Regions from separate parts of the Rattus norvegicus genome. Here region 1 is linked to region 2. Evidence: chromatin contacts called from public Hi-C data. All regions are on one chromosome and are shown on one strand. Each heading gives the region's core, a stretch centred on a gene start, on an enhancer-like site or on the middle of the called end of the contact. The rest is flanking DNA. Distances are from core to core; before and after follow the strand shown. Region 1 holds the start of Slc1a2 (solute carrier family 1 member 2). Region 2 holds the start of Fjx1 (four-jointed box kinase 1).

Region 1 (2,700 bases), core at 28-2,527, 230 kb before region 2:
GGGGGATGAGAGAAATAGATGGATGGGCTGTTTCTCTTGGACACAGATGGGCAGGTTTAGAAGTATTTTCTTTGTCTGAGGTTGGAATCTCGAAGTCTGGCTTTAAACACCTTCTCTCCACTCCTGCTTAGAGATCACCACCTACCACCTCACCGAAAGTTGGTGGAGTTTGACTTCTATTAAGCATGCTCCAGAAAATGCCAGAACCTAGGACTCAAGTATATAGTCCTGAGCAGCCCCTGATACTTGTTTCTGAGGTGTGGGTCCACTGGTCTCTCAAAAGCAGCTAGTGCCATTTGTGGAATAACCCAAAAGCTGGGGTCCCCAATTGTTCTTTTTATTCTGTTCTAGGCTCCGGAAAGCCTGAGAAGTGTTTTGGGGAGACAGGATTAGGATGCGTTGGAGTGAGTATTCAAGGGACTCTTGCATTCCCCATGCTTCCCTTGCTAAATACAGTTGTCCTTCTACCACAGAAGCGATCATCATGACAACTGTGGCCTCAAGAGACAGGGGCGACTCCAAGGCCACAGGCAAAATAAAAAAAAAAGCCAGTGATAGCCCAGATAAGTTTGGAAAGTCTAGTCTTGCTCCAAGCTACAGGTTTTCTCTTCTCTATCGGGAAGCACCCAAATCTCTTCCACTCTTCCCTGCAGCTAGCCAGGGAGATTCCGATATCCAAAAGCAAAAATCTCTTGGGCTGGGGGCTTGCCCTCATCCCCTACCCGCGCGCGCCCAAAGCAAGCATTCAGGGCTGTGCGCTTCTCTTCGCCCCGCCCCTGCTCTGGTCCCGGCTCATTCATTCCAACCGGTCCCCACCTTGCAGCCCAGGCAGTGTCTCCTGCAGGCTCTATGGACAATTCTTCATTGCCTTTAAATCTCTGAAGTAACCTCTACGGTTTCTTTTCACACTTTTCCACACCCTGATAGTAATTCACCCTTTCATTAGATCCAATTCTCTGTCTCCCGCATCCTCAAAGGACAGCTAGACCACCAAAGAAACCGGACCCCTTCCCACCACCTCCAGCCTGGCGAGCGCTCTGGTAGGGTTTCAGAGGTCCCGGTCACAGTTCTCTGTCCCCATCTGGGATAGGGCACCACCACCCTGCGCGCGGCTCCCGCTTCCCCACAGGTACCCAGAAAAACTCTCACCCCTCGGTTGATGCCATGGCGTGGGGAACGCCCCCTCCTCCCGGGCACGGTCTGGAGACAGTGGCGACGAGCTGGGTGAGCCCGGAGTGCGGCGGGGAGCGGTATTTAACGGGCAGCCTCTCTCCGCCCTCGCACCCCCCTCCTGGGTAAGCCCTTAGCGCCTCGGCGCGCGCGGAGGCTGCTGCGGGCGCTAATCCACGTCCTGGCTTTCCACCGCGCGCGGTCCGCGTTCCCGTGAACGGCTCGCGGCCAGCGCTCCGAGAGGAGCTACGGGGATCTTACACCGGCTCCTGCAAGGTCGCGCTGGTCGCAGGGCTGCAGGAACACGCTCCCTGCGTCCTGGCCGCCACCTGTGTCTGTGCTTCGCCGCGGGGCAGACCCGTACCACGAGTGGCCGTCACCGAGCGGGATTGGGGAAGACCGGGAGTGCGAGTGCGGGGGAGTGTGTGCGTGCGTGCGCGTGTGCTGGTGTGTGCGCGCCGGGGGAGGCGGTGGAGGCTGCTGCGCCCTGGCTCGGCGCCGGCCGAAGAGGGATTGCAAGGTTTAGCCCCGCCGGAGCTGGGGATTTGCAGGCGATCGCTCTCTATTTTTGTCCAGAGCTGACATCACCCGAGCCTCAGCCTGGGGCGACTTCTTTAACCGTTGCCCCTGCCCCCCATCTTTAGACGCTGTCCCTCTTCTGTTGTCCCTCCCCCACCAGTCTCCAGTCATAAATTAACAAAAAAAAAAAAAAAAAAAAAAAAAAGGCTCTGCCGGTAGTCCGGGAACGCTTTGGACAGCCAGTGGCAGGATCCCAGGGTCTAAGGAGTCGCTATTGTTTCTTCTCGCGTCCGAGTGGCCCCGGGTCACCCTGTGCTGGGCCAAGTGCTGAGACCCGGGATGCCCCTCCGTCCCCAATCCTTGGAGAAGCCTTGGCGGTCCCCATCACTCCCTGGACATCTGCTCGTGCTCACATCACACAGACCGGCACACCCACCCTCATCCTACAACTTCTGGGATGGGGAGTCCCACAGAATCTGAGCTGCAGAAACACTCAGGTGGCCGGAAGGAACCGCGACCCAGCTGCGGGTCCTTCATCGCCGGGGCCCGAATAAATCCCGGACATTCGATCATTCGTCTATATTAATATTAATGTGGTTCTCCGAGGGCGGGCGGGGTGTGAGGGAGGCCATAATCTCTCTCTCTCTCTCTCTCTCTCTCTCTCTCTCTCTCTCTCTCTCTCTCTCTCTCCTAACCCCCACTCCCACCCCCACCCCCACTCCCCAGGCCAAGTGCTGGAGACGTATCTCTTCCACCAACCGGGTGCTCAGTTCTCCTCAGGCCTCCGAGTATGGGGGAGGTGTGCAAAGACAGATGGGCTCCTGCAAGGGAGAGTCCAAATCTCATGCCCAGCTTTGCATAATAATGACAAGTTCTGTTCAGCTTTTATTATCTCGGGGACTGGGACACAGCAGACACCTACAGGTCCTCCACCTGCTAACCCTGTGGCCACCTGAAAGACAAAACCTTCTTTTCCTCTGCTGGACAATGGGACTCAAAACTGTGCCTTTA
Region 2 (2,870 bases), core at 141-2,640:
GTTTTAGAGGGTTAATGTTTCTACTCTGTTAGAAACATTACATTGTCTACCCTATAACTCCAGGATAAATATACACAGTATGGCAGCTGAAACCTCTCATGTGTACTGAGTAGAGGGATATAAGGAGAGGAAAAGACCCACAATGTGAAAGAAGCCGATTTTAAGCTCTGGCTATAGGGCTGTGGGAGTAGCCTTTAGAGAACCTGGGAGTATGCACAGGTCCTGGGACAGTTCCCTGGCGTGCCAGATCTGGCTCTCGGGACAACTGAACCCTCACAGCCCTGAACTTATGACTAAGAATCTCTGATTTTGGATATGGGATACAAGAAAGGAAAGAAAAGAGCTAGTTTGTTTGCCAGTGACTTTTCTGGTAGATTAAACCAAGAAAGTCTGGAGGAAGATGCATCGGTTTTTATGTTGTGTTGGTTTGGTTTTTCTTCACTGTCCCCTTCCCACTTTTTCTCCTTTACACTAAACTAGTAAAAACGATTGTTGTTTATTTTCCCTTGTTTGGGTGAAAATTATAATTGGGGAAAAGGTGACTAAATGACAACTAAAAAACAAGTTGAGAATGTTGGCAATAAATGTTTATATCTGTCTTTATATCGCTATTCCTACATATTGAACATTCTTTAAAAAGGGAAAACCAAGTGGCATGAGACCAGGAGACCTGACTTGAATATCCAACTTGCACAGCATCCCTAAGAAAAGTCACAAAAGTCAACCACATGGCTCTCAAGACTGCAATGATCCATACTGGAGAGCTTGCTCTGGAGAGGGGTTGTGGGTTCAAAGTCATTGATGGTTCCTCTCCCCTCTGGAGTCACATCCTCTAGGGCTCCGGACATTCCCGAGAATTTACATAAGCCAGCGTGAATCACAGCAAGTGAAGTTGCAAAAGGACCCACCCTGACCCTTTCCTGTACTGCGGTGGAAGTCTGCCTGAAGTTTTCGGATCAGACACAGTCCAAACGAGGGTACTAGGGGATCATCCCACTCCCACAAGAGCACCGGACACGCCGCTACCGCCAAGCCCTATATTTGGTCTCTGCCCCTCCTCGGCCCCCTCCCGCTCCGACGCCCCCGCATGGACGCCGCCAGTCCGGCTTCCTCCCTGTCCCGAAGTCCGGGACAGAGAGTGGGGCCACCTTTCGCTCCTGGAAGGATCGGTTGCCGCTTTAAGGGGAAGAGGAAGGGAAGGGGCGGGGGAGTGGGGGCGGGGAGAGGAGGCAGAGGAGGGGGAGGGGGATCCCCCTTGCTCCCACGTGGTCCGGGCGCCTGTGAATCGCGCCCGCCGGAGGGTCTCACAGCGAAATACAAAAGCAGCTGGGAAGCCACGGCGAGGCGAGTTCCCAGCGCCGGGGCAGAGCGCTGGTCAGAGCCCCGCAGCGCTCCGCGGCCGCGATGGGGCTCCGGCACCCGAAGCCCGGGAGCCAGCCAGCAGCCGGGCCCGCCTCGCCGCCCGCACCCGGGCGCCCGGGCTTGGCTTGAAGCGGCGGCGGTGGCACCGGCGCGCCGGCAGGAGCATGGGGCGGAAGATGCGGGGCGCCGCCGCCGCGGGGCTCTGGCTGCTGGCTTTGGGCTCGCTGCTAACGCTGTGGGGAGGGCTCCTGCCACCACGGACCGAGCTGCCAGCCTCCCGGCCGCCGGAAGATCGACTCCCTCGGCATCCGATCCAGAGTGGCGGCCCCGCGCCCGAGCCGCGATTCCCTCTGCCCCCGCCCCTAGTGTGGGACGCCCGCGGCGGCTCCCTGAAAACTTTCCGGGCGCTGCTCACCCTGGCGGCCGGCGCGGATAACCCGCCTGGGAGGCACCCGGACGATCGCGGGCGGCACGTGCCCTCCGGGCTGTCCTGGCCAGCGGAGCACACGGCAGTGCACGGGGGCGTGTTTTGGAGCCGCGGCCTGGAGGAGCAGGTGCCCCGGGGCTTTTCCGAAGCCCAAGCAGCAGCTTGGCTGGAGGTGGCACGGGGAGCTCGGGTGGTGGCTCTGGATCGCGGGGGCTGTGGACGCAGTTCCAACCGCCTAGCCCGCTTTGCCGACGGCACCCGTGCCTGTGTACGCTACGGCATCAACCCAGAGCAGATACAGGGCGAGGCCCTGTCCTACTACCTTGCGCGCCTGCTGGGCCTCCAGCGCCACGTGCCGCCGCTGGCACTGGCTCGGGTGGAGGCTCGGGGCGCGCAGTGGGTGCAGGTGCAGGAGGAGCTGCGCACGGCGCACTGGACCGAGGGCAGCGTGGTGAGCCTGACGCGCTGGCTGCCTAACCTCACCGACGTGGTGGTGCCCGAGCCCTGGCGATCAGAGGACGGCCGTCTGCGGCCCCTGCGCGACGCCGGGGGCGAGCTGACCAACCTCAGCCAGGCGGAGCTGGTGGACCTGGTACAATGGACCGATCTGATCCTCTTCGATTACCTGACAGCCAACTTCGACCGGCTTGTAAGCAACCTCTTCAGCTTACAGTGGGACCCACGCGTTATGCACCGCGCTACAAGCAACCTGCACCGAGGACCAGGAGGGGCGTTGGTCTTTCTGGACAATGAGGCGGGCCTGGTGCACGGGTACCGGGTAGCCGGCATGTGGGACAAGTATAACGAACCGCTGCTACAGTCGGTGTGTGTATTCCGAGAGCGGACTGCTAGGCGCGTCTTGGAGCTGCACCGGGGTCAGGACGCGGCAGCCCGGCTCCTGCGCCTCTACAGTCGCCACGAACCGCGTTTCCCAGAGCTGGCGGAGCTCGCAGACCCCCACGCTCAGCTGCTACAGCGCCGCCTTGACTTCCTCGCCAAACACATTTTGCACTGTAAGGCCAAGTACGGCCGCCGACCCGGGGACTTAATAACACTCCGAGGAAGAGAGGGACTGGGTTAT

The links. Hi-C and Micro-C count contacts between places; a contact is called where the count stands out from the background.
Region 1: a Hi-C map of Schwann cells shows a contact between it and region 2, with 3 times the contacts expected there. The contact joins the promoter of Slc1a2 here to the promoter of Fjx1 in region 2. A contact is called at or near these places in 3 of 12 Hi-C or Micro-C datasets (the A7r5 cell line, Schwann cells and mammary epithelial cells) and 1 of 1 datasets of contacts at active chromatin or transcription factors (oligodendrocytes).

The regions. Positions count from the first base shown.
Region 1 is chr3:109,458,686-109,461,385 of GRCr8, reverse strand. Slc1a2 (solute carrier family 1 member 2) reads right to left here and starts at 1,277. Exons shown (of 11, transcript NM_017215.3): 1 at 1,150-1,277. The coding sequence starts at 1,166.
Region 2 is chr3:109,229,844-109,232,713 of GRCr8, reverse strand. Fjx1 (four-jointed box kinase 1) reads left to right here and starts at 1,390. Exons shown (of 1, transcript NM_001108955.1): 1 at 1,390-2,870. The coding sequence starts at 1,527.